Regions from separate parts of the Mus musculus genome. Here regions 2 and 3 are each linked to region 1. Evidence: chromatin contacts called from public Hi-C data. All regions are on one chromosome and are shown on one strand. The core of a region is the stretch at or near the end of the contact, and the rest is flanking DNA. Distances in the headings are between cores, read along the strand shown.

What was found. A called contact is a pair of places that touch in the nucleus more often than the background predicts.
Region 2: a Hi-C map of 3T3-L1-derived adipocytes shows a contact between it and region 1, with 6 times the contacts expected there. The contact joins two enhancer-like sites. A contact is called at or near these places in 1 of 484 Hi-C or Micro-C datasets (3T3-L1-derived adipocytes) and 1 of 115 datasets of contacts at active chromatin or transcription factors (acute myeloid leukemia).
Region 3: a contact with region 1 is called in a Hi-C map of 3T3-L1-derived adipocytes, with 6 times the contacts expected there. The contact joins two enhancer-like sites. A contact is called at or near these places in 2 of 484 Hi-C or Micro-C datasets (the 3T3-L1 cell line and 3T3-L1-derived adipocytes).

Annotation. Positions count from the first base shown.
Region 1 is chr2:46,369,517-46,373,233 of GRCm38.p6, reverse strand. No RefSeq gene overlaps it. Among named protein-coding and RNA genes, the nearest start is that of Gm13470, 72 kb to the left of the region's middle. Within about 2 kb of position 2,018, at least 99 of the 459 cell types and tissues checked have an H3K27ac peak or open chromatin away from gene starts, as enhancers often do. A contact at or near this core is called in 3T3-L1-derived adipocytes, where this site is marked.
Region 2 is chr2:45,580,159-45,583,875 of GRCm38.p6, reverse strand. Gm30848 (a long non-coding RNA gene) reads right to left here. Exons shown (of 3, transcript XR_374345.3): 3 at 1-2,693. Among named protein-coding and RNA genes, the nearest start is that of Gm30848, 9.3 kb to the right of the region's middle. Within about 2 kb of position 2,130, at least 88 of the 459 cell types and tissues checked have an H3K27ac peak or open chromatin away from gene starts, as enhancers often do. A contact at or near this core is called in 3T3-L1-derived adipocytes, where this site is marked.
Region 3 is chr2:45,746,030-45,749,746 of GRCm38.p6, reverse strand. No RefSeq gene overlaps it. Among named protein-coding and RNA genes, the nearest start is that of 1700019E08Rik, 51 kb to the right of the region's middle. Within about 2 kb of position 1,601, at least 38 of the 459 cell types and tissues checked have an H3K27ac peak or open chromatin away from gene starts, as enhancers often do. A contact at or near this core is called in 3T3-L1-derived adipocytes, where this site is marked.

The sequences.
Region 1 (3,717 bases), core at 769-3,268:
GTGGCTGTACAGACATTAAATAGAGTGCAGTTAGGTAGCTGTAGGTTCTCTATTCCAGTCTAGAATATCTTCTATCATGTATATCTGGTTATGTTTACTACAGAATCAGGTATAATTTTATTTCTTGTTGAGTGGTTCTCAAGTTCATTTAGATAACTGTTGGTAGCCCAATGATAAAGTGACACTATTGCATCATTGCGGAAATTTTACCATTATAGTCATAGTCATTGTTGTGGTTTCCAGGTTTCGCAGCTGGGTAGAACTAATGAGTATGCTTTTTCCCTTGGACTTTTGGAGCATCTTCTGATACTATGGCAGTCCGTCCTCAAAAAAAGAGTCTCCTGGGTCAGTTCCATGGAGCACAGTCTATATCTAGAGTGCCATATCTTCAGCAATAGAGACCCTTATCTTGAAATTCTGGGAGGCAAGAAAAGGTAATAGCAGTAGCCTATATTTTTATATAGATCCTTTAGTTTCTCCTCACCAACAATAGAGAGGGGGCTTCTCATGTCTGATATTGGGGTGTTTGTTAGATTGTCCTTGGCTCTTGGAGGTAACTATTTACTTAAGTGGCTCGGGTATATATAATATAATGAAACATTATGTCTTCTTAAAGAACTCTATCCCTCTTCCTCCCTCTCTGTCTGTACTCATTTTCCCCTCATGCCCCTGTTGAAGCCGCTCTCCCCCACTTTTTTTTATTTATTATTTCACAGTACTTACATTTGTACATTTGCCTATCTACAGCACTTGTCTACTTTCATCTACCTTCCTAATTTCATTTATTCTTTGGTTACTCTAGGTTGTATATGCATATCTATAGATGTAGAGCTAAGAAACAAAAATAAGAGAGAACATGTAGTATTCATGTTTGTGGATCTGGGTTAACTACTTGACTATTAGAGTTTCTACCTCATCAGAGTATAAAGGAAGCCTACAGAGTAGGAAAGAATATCTTCCAGCTTTACAATTGACATAAGAGTAATATTTAGAATGTATCAAGGATTAAAACAAGAAAGTATCAAAACAATTGGTCCATTTTGAAAAACAGATATGGTTCTGAACAGATTCTTCTTAGAGGAAGATACAAAAACAGGCAACCAATATCTTAGAAAGTATTTAACACCTTTATCAATTAGGGAATTGCAAATTAAAATGACTTGATATTTCATCTCTGCTCGGTCAGAAGGGCTAAGATGAAAATGACATCAAGATAACAAATGCAAACAAGGAAAAGAGGAAGCCTCATTCACTCTTGGTAGAATTTTAAACTTGTGAAGCCACTCTGGAAATCAGTGTGTAGAACTTTTCTCAAAAGTCTAAAAATAGATTTACCATATGACACAATTATACTGCTTCTTGGCATATATCCAAAGGAGTAGACATCCTGTCCACATATATTTGTTCAGCCATGTTCAGTACTCATGTTTAGGTGTGAAGAGAGTGAGTACTGCAGAAGACTGGGAGTGAAAAGAGAAATCAGAGTTTAGTGCAGCAGAGAGTAACGCAGACAGTTTGGAAATGAAAACAACTTAAATTTCCTTCAACTGATCAGTGGATAATGAAATGGTTGCAGGTACACAGAACTCTATTCAGCTATAAACAAAAAAAAATTGTAATATTCACAGGTAAATAAATGTTCTTTCTTCGCTTAAACACATTCAAGGTTGTTGAATGCAGTAAAACATAGTATTGCAAATATCAAGTGGAAATATGCTTACTCTAAGTCTGATTGCTACTCATATCAGATGCTCTCTCAGTTTCTTTTCCCCCCAGGAAGAAATATATAAATCCTAACACTAAAAGTACCTATTACTACCAAATCCTGATCCTTCTATAAATGTTTACATGTGTAGTGTTAAAACCCAGTGTTTTAAAGCTTGCCTCACTCTCGCTGCATATGAACCCCGTGATTTCTCTGATGAGTCCATTCTTAGCACCAGGGCTTAACCCAGGGAGGCCTGCACAACATCCCTTGTACTTTCCCTTCATGTGGTCACTGACTCAGCGAGTGTTACCGGAGTTCAGTGTGAAATGCCAGGTGCTGTTTCAACAGCCTCTTCTTTCACAATGCTTAGGGTGGAGTCACTGTTAGACCCTGATAAGCTTACTGGAACTGGGTGCATGGGGGTGATCAAGTTAACATCCTCTGCCCTCCTACTCTGATTATAGAAGGTAGTCATTGCAACCAGGTTCCCTTTTTTGAGCAAGAACTACACAACCGCATGCTTCTTATTAAACACTGTCTGGAAAATACTATTCACTGGAATCATGTCTCAATAACATCAAGTTTAATTCTGCAATTAACTAAACCATCTGTCATTACAAGGCTCTCTACTGGCCATCCACACAGAAGGACTGTGACTTGCGGAACCTTCTGTGGTGGGTACTAATTTTTTAAATGTGTGGCTGTTAGGGGAGAATCATGAGTTTCAAATGATGGTTACTAATAGTCTATGTTCCATTGTTGCAGATAGCTTACCAACCCAGAACTAATTTCCCAAGGAGCATTTTCTCTCTTTTAGGAAGCATATAGTTACTATTTCCTTAAAATGTTTACATCTATGGAGAGAGTCCATCTGAGCACAGATACCACAGCTGAGAACTAGCCATCTGTTTTCACTGAATGTGAATATTAGCACCGTATTGAAAATTGAAGAATTAATAAATACTCAATAATGAATATTAAACCTATTTGTAACTTATTCCACCTTTCAGATTTAAGATTGTCTTCTTGTTGCAACCATCCATTGACATTTAAAATGTGCAAATACAGTTATCAAGGATTCAGCTACTTAGATGTGTTAAAACACTATAGGTTGGGCAGGGCTTGGATCAGGTTCAAATTATATTTAAGTCTTTAATCACTATTAAATCATATATATTAAATATAATACAATACATACAGCTCTGATCTCTGACAACAGTTCAGGTTAGAATAATATACTTCTTTAAAAATATAATCTCATTGTTACCAGACTAAAACTACTGAGCTCAGTGATTACCCTGCTTCAAAGTCCTGAGTAGCTTGAACAATGGATATGTATCAATTGATTGCTGCAGTAGGTTCCCTTACATTTTCTGAGGAAGTGTGGTCTCATTATGAGTCTCTTAGTGGTCTGGAACTCACCATGTAGATGGCCTGGAATTCATAAATATCTTGACTACCTCTGTCTCCCATGTGTAGATATTTTAGATACACACTACCTGATTTTCCTCTTTAGAAAACTTTCATTTGAATTTTATTTTTGTTTTGGGACATACTTGTAAAATGTTATATTATACTTTTATTATTATTATTATTATTATTATCTTTAAGAAAATTAAATTATATATTTTAATACCATAATTATTGTTATCATATTGAATGAAGACACACATACAGAAACTTGTAATTTAAAGAATTATTTCTTTTTTACATCCCAATATTAGCAACCCCTTTCTCCTATTACCCCCTCAAATATCCTAACCCCCATTTTTCCTCTCTTTCTCCTCTGAGAAATGGGAGCCCCTGTATCCCCACTCTCCTTGCACATGAAAACAATGCAGGAGTAGACACATCCTTTCCCACTGAAGCCAGACAAGGTAGAACTGAATACAAAGGGAGGCAACAGATTCAGGGACAGGTCCCACTGTATCTTTATCTTACCAGTTTATCAGTGTTGTTAGTTTGCCTTCATGGAGAAGATGTCTTACTATGTCATCTAAGCTGTTCTT
Region 2 (3,717 bases), core at 881-3,380, 790 kb after region 1:
AGGCTTTGGGTTAGGACTTATTAAAAAACTAATGATAACCTTGATAGGAAGGTTTAGAAAGCATTGGGAAGTCTCTGGGTCCTCTGTCCTGTCTGGTTTCTCTCTTGTGTCTTGTTGTGGTTTCTATTGCTGTAATAAAATACCATTACTAAAGCAATTCTGGGAGGAGAGAATTAATTTCAGCTTACAGGTCCTATCTATCACTGAGCAAAGTTAGGGAAGAAATTCAAGCCAGAAAACTGGAGTCAAAGCCTGAACCAGACGCTATGGAGGAACACTGTTTACTGATCTTCTCCTGATACCGTGCTCAGCCCACCTTCTTACACACCTCAGGACCATCTGCTTAGGCATGGAACAACACATAAAGAAGTACCCTCCCACATCAAACACTAATCAATAAAATGACCCACAGGCTTGCCTACAGGGTGACTTACTGGGACCATTCCTTCAGTTGACATTCCTCTTTCTCAAATGACTCCAGCAAATGTCAAGTTACCAAAAAACTACCTAGGACACTTTAACCCATGTCAACTTGACACTCAAACATACTACTAACATTACATTTCCTTTTCTATTTATCTCCAAACCTCTCATATTAGTATCAGTATCACAATGTAAGGAACATTCCAACTGCTAATAGTTCCCCAGTCTTTAAAAATTCAATCACTTTATCTAAAACCCCTTCATTATAACAAGGTCCTCCCCGCTTCCACACTGAATTGCTTACTAGTTTGAAGAACTTATTGGAAGTGGGCATTTTATATGACATGTATGGCTTTAAAATATTAAAAATGAACAAAAAAGGACAAAAATATGAAAAGGTTTATGTGGGTCTGTAAGGTATGTCTGTGAAAAGACATTGTAGTAGTTTTGACACTATGGCTATCACCTTTAAAACCATTTACCCAATAAAATGTTAAAACTGAAAAAAGGAAAGTGGAATATTTTTATAAATATCCAAACTTCCTTTCAGAGTTCAAAGCCTCTCCACAATAAGCTCAGGTAAAAATCAAAGATAAGTTACATACTTTTTCATTTCAAGAGGAAAGCACCAGGGCAGAGTTACATTCAAAACAGAGCAAAGCTAAAGACCAACAGTGGATACCTCAGTGACAGACTTCTTGGTCTCAGATCTGCTGATCCAGCACTCTGGCTCTGCCATGGACAGCACACACAGCTTCTCTCATAGGCTCAGGCCAACCACCCTTCACACCTGCTGCAGGTTTGAACATTGTCCCATGCTACTGCCATCTCCAAATTGCAGGGGTCTCTGTTGTACCTGGACTGTACCTTCACACATAGCCTCTACTGGGCTCAGTTCACTGGCTCTAACACTTCTCAGCTTCTCTTGATGACCCCTTCAAGGCTTCTACTCTGGTATTGCACCTTCATTAGCAGCAGATACCTGAAGCTAGAAACTGAAACAGAAGCCTTAGAAGAACATGGCTTACACTTACTCCCCAAGGCTTGCTCAGCCTGCTTTCTTATATTCCCAGGACCACCTGTCCAGGTGAGGTAGCACTGCCCATAAGCGGATGGGCCCTTCTACAATAATCACCATCCAAACAAATGTCCTACAGACCAATCTGCTGTGGGCATTTTCTCAACTGAGTTTTGCTCTTCCCAAATGACTCTGATTCGTGTCCAGTTGAACAAAACTCACCAGGACATCCTATTTTAAACTACAGTGTCTACACTGTATTTTGTGTTGTTTAAACTTAAAAACAATTCCAAAGTAGAGATATGGCATTTTAAAGTTCTCAACTTACTTTGCTAAAATGTCACTGAGAAGGATTGTGTTGATTCATTTTGCCACCAGGGTAAGTTGTGTTGTCTATTTCTGAATAAGGCAGTGGTATGTCTATATTGCTACACTAGACTCCCATCACCAAAGAAGTCATGGTACTTCCTAGGGAGCAACAAAAGAGTGAGTGTTACCTTCATTCTGCTCTGGCCTTCTCAGTCATGGTTCTTGAGTATGCATAAAAGCTTCAAACTAGGCACTCTGCCCATACCTCAGACATATATATTTGAACACACACAGGCCCCATAGTCATACATGTAAGATGAACTTTCTGATGACAGCCCGCAGACTCCCACTGACATGGACAATCAGAGAAGGGAGTACTTCCCTGAGACTCTTTGGTCATCAGCCAGCTGTCGAGAGTCCGTGGAGAGCTAACATGAGTGTTCAAGCAACCCTGCCTTGCTGAAAACTGTTTCTGAGGTGATAGAAGTATTCTATGGGTAGGCGGAAGAAGCCTTGCCTTTATCTCCTGGAGAAAGAAAACTTTTGCCAGGAAGTGAGGGATTTTTTCAAACCCCTACAACAACTGGAAGAGAAATGTGGTCATTTTGCCAGCGAGCACAAGGAACTCGGCCTGCTGTCAAAAGGCTCTCTGTCCAACCCGGGGCTGGATTCATGGTAACGAAAAATTCCCTCTTCAGCCACCTAAGTGCCTGTTGAATTAGGCACACAGCCAAGGTGAGATACAAACAGTCACTCGGGTGAAATGTCCGTTTTCATTTAGATCTCTGTGGCCCTTTCTCATGTCATGGGGAAAATATGCTTCCTTTGCTTGGATGTTTTTAGGACTCCTTGGTTGGAGGAGGAAGTCAGATCTGCTGCTCCAAAGGCATCCACTGGAGGCAAAGCCGCAGCTTTGCACAGTCAGAACCAGGCTGTCCTTGTCCTTAAGAAAAAAAAAAAAAGAAAGAAAAAGCTAAATTATTCCTCTCCCACTCCTACTCATGGTTTTGATGTTGAAAGAAACCTGTTGTGGTTTAAGTGACTCGGTCAGTTCTTCTGGGATTTTCCAAAGTTTCCTATAAAAAGAAATCTGTGGGAAATGAATGATTGCATAATCACTAACATATGTCAATTTCACTAAATCTGTTATCTTTTTGGTGTGTTTTGAATTGCACTGTCCTATCTTGAATTGCTATCACCTTAACAGTTCTGTCTTTTAAGTATTGATACATACATTGACAAAAAAAAAATCAAGCCAAGAAGTTGCTTTTTGTTCTTTTCATTTTATTTTTTGGTTTGTTTTGGTTTTGTTTGCATAGCAAATTAGAAAGACAGGATGGGGAAAGAGGCAATTACCCAGCCCAAGAAGTGCAATGCTGAAAACTCCAGCTTCCAGTTACCTGTGTACCTTTAATGATATTATCGCCAGGCTGACTTTGAAGGGGTAACTCTAGTTAATTACCTAAATTATTTGAATTATCTATTCATAGGTACCACAAAATGTATTCACTTTTACCTAAACTAATAATGCAACTGGACCCAGAAAATTAATAACTAAATAAACTAAATAAACACTGGAGGTAAAGTTTAGGGACAGGTTCCCGGTGTACGATCTTTCCTTCTTTAAATGACTTGTAAGAATTCTAAAGCCTAATGGTAAGAAGTAGAGAAAGAGCCTCAGGGTTAGAATGTGCTAGCTGCTCCTACAGCTTAACAATAATAATAATATTAGTATTAATAAAATAATCATTAATTCTTCCGACTTCCTTGACTGTTTCCACAGTCAGAGCAAAGGGAAGAGTCTAGTAGGTTCCACTGTTTGGGAAGACGAGCCTCGGTGAACACCCAGTAAACCAAGGCTCCACACCTCATCCAGATGGACTAAGGTTCATTTGTCCTCAACTCTGGCTGTATATTTAAATTGCCCGGAGCACTATAAAAGGACACATAAATCAGGCAGCAGGCAT
Region 3 (3,717 bases), core at 352-2,851, 620 kb after region 1:
CTAACCTTTATAGAATAACTCACTGCGTGACTAGCAGGCCATGATGTGTCAATACCCCAGCATGCTCACTTCTTGAATGAATCATTTCAATGTCTATGCTTGGTATTCAAGATATCCCTGAGAAAGTATGCTTCAGTCACACACTGGGAGGGCAGGGATAACTGCCCCTTATAGGATGACTTCACTTCCTAGGAACTGTCTCTACCATCCTAGACTAATCCTTCTTGTACTTTCCCTATAAAATGTTCACTTTCATGTGCTGCTGTCAAGTTTGGCTTCCAGTGGAATGCAGACAAAGTCGGCAGATTCTGGTTACTTGAGTTCCTAATGCAATAGTGAGTGAGTCCTCCTGGATATTGCTAGTAGCAGCAGAATACATTTCCCCTCCACTCATTCACATCTCTTCAACTACAATGTGCCCCCTTTAACTGCAACGGTATGTGATCATAGTGGATTTAAGGTGATTATCTGATAGTTCAAGTAAATCCTATGTTTAGGGATGCCAATAAAGCAAACAAGCAAAGAGGTATTTCATAAATGTGACACTTAGTTCACTCACATGTCAAAGCAGATTCTTACTCTTAAGAAGTAGAACTCTGCACAACCCTGCAGTAAGCAGATTGATACACTGTAGACATTTCAGACTCTAGAAATGACAATGATTTTCAAAGCTACTAGAATACGAATTGACTTTCATCGAGTACTTTCTAAACTAAGGACTATTGGCCATTAATTCAACAGTCCTTTTTACAAGATTGATATAAGTAGTGATGTGAACGAATAAAAAATTATATTTTGCCAACACTTCCAAAAGCTTTTCCTCACTGAAACCTAATTTCTGGATTAAAAAATTTAACAAGACTCTTGATAGCTATAAAACTTAAACAAAAATTAATTTCTTTTTAAAAATGATTCACAAAATGCTTTTCAGTTTTAATTTTATATGGCCAATTGCTTTGCTTATGAGTCAATGCAAACTCCTTAAGGACAGCATTAGCTGGAAGACATATCAGCCCTCAATGTCAATACACTAAGGTAAGAAACTTGGTATTACTTCTGCAGTACATAGTTCATTTTAAGTGAAACTTGCTGGCTAGTCTTCCAACAGAGAATGACTTGTGTATTTCATTAATATTATATATATATGTATGTATATATATATATATATATATATATATATATGCATTCCATAATATTATATATATATATATTCCATAATATTATATATATATGTATGTATGTATGTATATATGTTTTTAAAGAAAATCAGTTGCTCTAAAATGTATAACTGTACAAAACTTAAAATCTATTTCTGTGTGATGCAATCTAGCTTCATATTAATTTTAAGCCTTAGAAACTCCTCAGTGTTAATTGGTACTGGTTCTAATGTGTGTTTTTAGATACGAGGTAAACAATTTACTCTAGTATCAAGGAAACATCAGTTAAGATTTTATTAGAATTCTAAAAATGAATAATAAGTCCAGCCCATGCCTGCTGTAATCACTAAAATAAACTCACTGCTCACACTGCTGTGGCTTAGCTAAGCCCTTCTCTCATTCCATCAGCTGTATGGGGCAGCAGCTGGCCTGTTTTTCAACACCACGGGTATGTTTACTGCAGCCATGTAACTTTGTCTCCAAGGGCTGAGGCTGTTGCTAAGGCCTGGACCACACCTTCCCCCTGCTTACCTAAAGTCCATCAGTCATGGTTTCATAATTGGGCAGTTTGAACAGTGTCAACACAAGGACACAGACAAAAATACACTTTCTGTTTCTCCAGGTGCTGCAGCCTCTGCCCCTGTGGTGACAACTAATCATTCCATTGGACTAAAATGATATACTTTAAAAAACAATGTCCTGGCATTGCTGAGACTGTTCGTATAAGGCCATGAAGGTCTACACAGCAAGGATTGCACAATAACCCATTAAAATAAACATTTGCAACCACAGATAGCTGGACTGAAATTCTGTTCTGATACAAATAACATCTGGACAACTTTTGTTTGCATCTTCCAGCATAAAACACCCTTGAGAAAAAATAGAAGGCAAGCGAGAAGACAAAAGACGTCTAAAGGTTTTATTATGCTATGGGTGTGGTGCCATAAATACGAGGGGGTTCAGGCTGGAGTTGCCAAACCTGAATTTAAACAACATGTTGTTTTTAAAAAATTGTAACACTGCTGAGGCACAATTCCGTTTTCTTACATAATTAATCCCGTGTAAAAGAGAGTGACTGGAAATCATCCAGTGGTTTAAAAATAACTCAATTATTTATAAGCTCCACAGAGCTATAGGATTCCACAGAAAGGAAGAAAGTGGAGCATCTTGGTACCAAGAACATTGTGCAGATTTGGCCCAGGCCTGAAGACATCAGCATCACTAATCTGACAGTACAAGTCTACACAGAGGCCAAGGATGCTGCCATTCCCTTGGATCACAGGCCAAGCTTGTGGGAAGGGGAGGGTTTCATTCTTTGAAATGTACATGTAGCTGTTACATATTAGTATAATGTTACAAATACTGAAAGAAAGAGAGAACTGAATAATGTGAAGGAGGAAGAATAGAAGAAGCAGAGAAGGATGGTATGGAGCCTGAAAATGAATAGCTGAGCAAATTTCAAAAGATGCTCAGCATAGTCCATGACTCAGACACCACAGTGAATGGACTCTAATTTCTAATATTGTTCTTTGATATGAAGCAAAATAATTACAAGTTGAAAACTACCAGCAAGTATTACATTCAATATAAAGATAAAGGACTTATCCATAAATAAATCCTTATATAAAATCATATGTTTGGGGCAGACTCACAGCGAACAAGCATATATTTGTGTCAGTTCCAGCTGGCCATATAAAAGCAATGAAAGTTTCTGTTTAGTAATATTAAAATATTGCAAAATGTTTCACAATTATCTCAAGGGTATTTTGCCCTTTACTCAGAGAGGCCTTGTGTAAAGTGGCAATAGTCTCACAGACCTCGCCAGGACTTAGGAGAACATGCTAGGTGGACTCTACCAAATAATTTGATGCTTAAAATCATTCCTTGTTTTACATCAAAACGCTAAAAGTCGACCTTATTTTGTCATATGGTCCAAATCATTTATTGGGGGCATAGTGTGATTAAACTGTATTTTATTTAACCTTGGAAACAAAAGAGAATATGAGACACAATTTTCTCATTTGTTTACAAGGCTGAAGAAGCACAGTTTTGATATGCTAATTCCTATGAAAACAACAATAGATGTCAGCTATCTAAACAAAGCAGCGAAGAAGTGCATTTCTCAAAAATGTTCCTGCATTTATGGGATCTTGGTTGATGACCACTTTCAGTAATCCACACTAAAAGAACTTTGCTTCCTGATGGGTTGTGACAGGGAAAATCTTGATGAGGTGGCATGAGGCTGTTCCAGAAGCAGGCCATGTTATGGCTATGTCAAACTACTGGTGAGTAAAGTTAGTTGTAGTCAAGGAATTTATAACTAAGAGTTCTGAAAAACTTGTTCAAGCCTTTTGGTCCAGATATAAGAGATCTGTACCTTCCTTGCTCCCTGGCACAATGGTTACTTTTTTTTTTCAATACTAATTGGGTTTGGTATATTAAATGAATGGCCCTTATGAATACCAGTAGTCCCTGATCCTGTTTGTCCTAGCTTCTCTGTCACTATTCCTTTGAAGAGCAAAAGATAGGCCATGTCTGCCTTCTGCAACACAATCCTTCT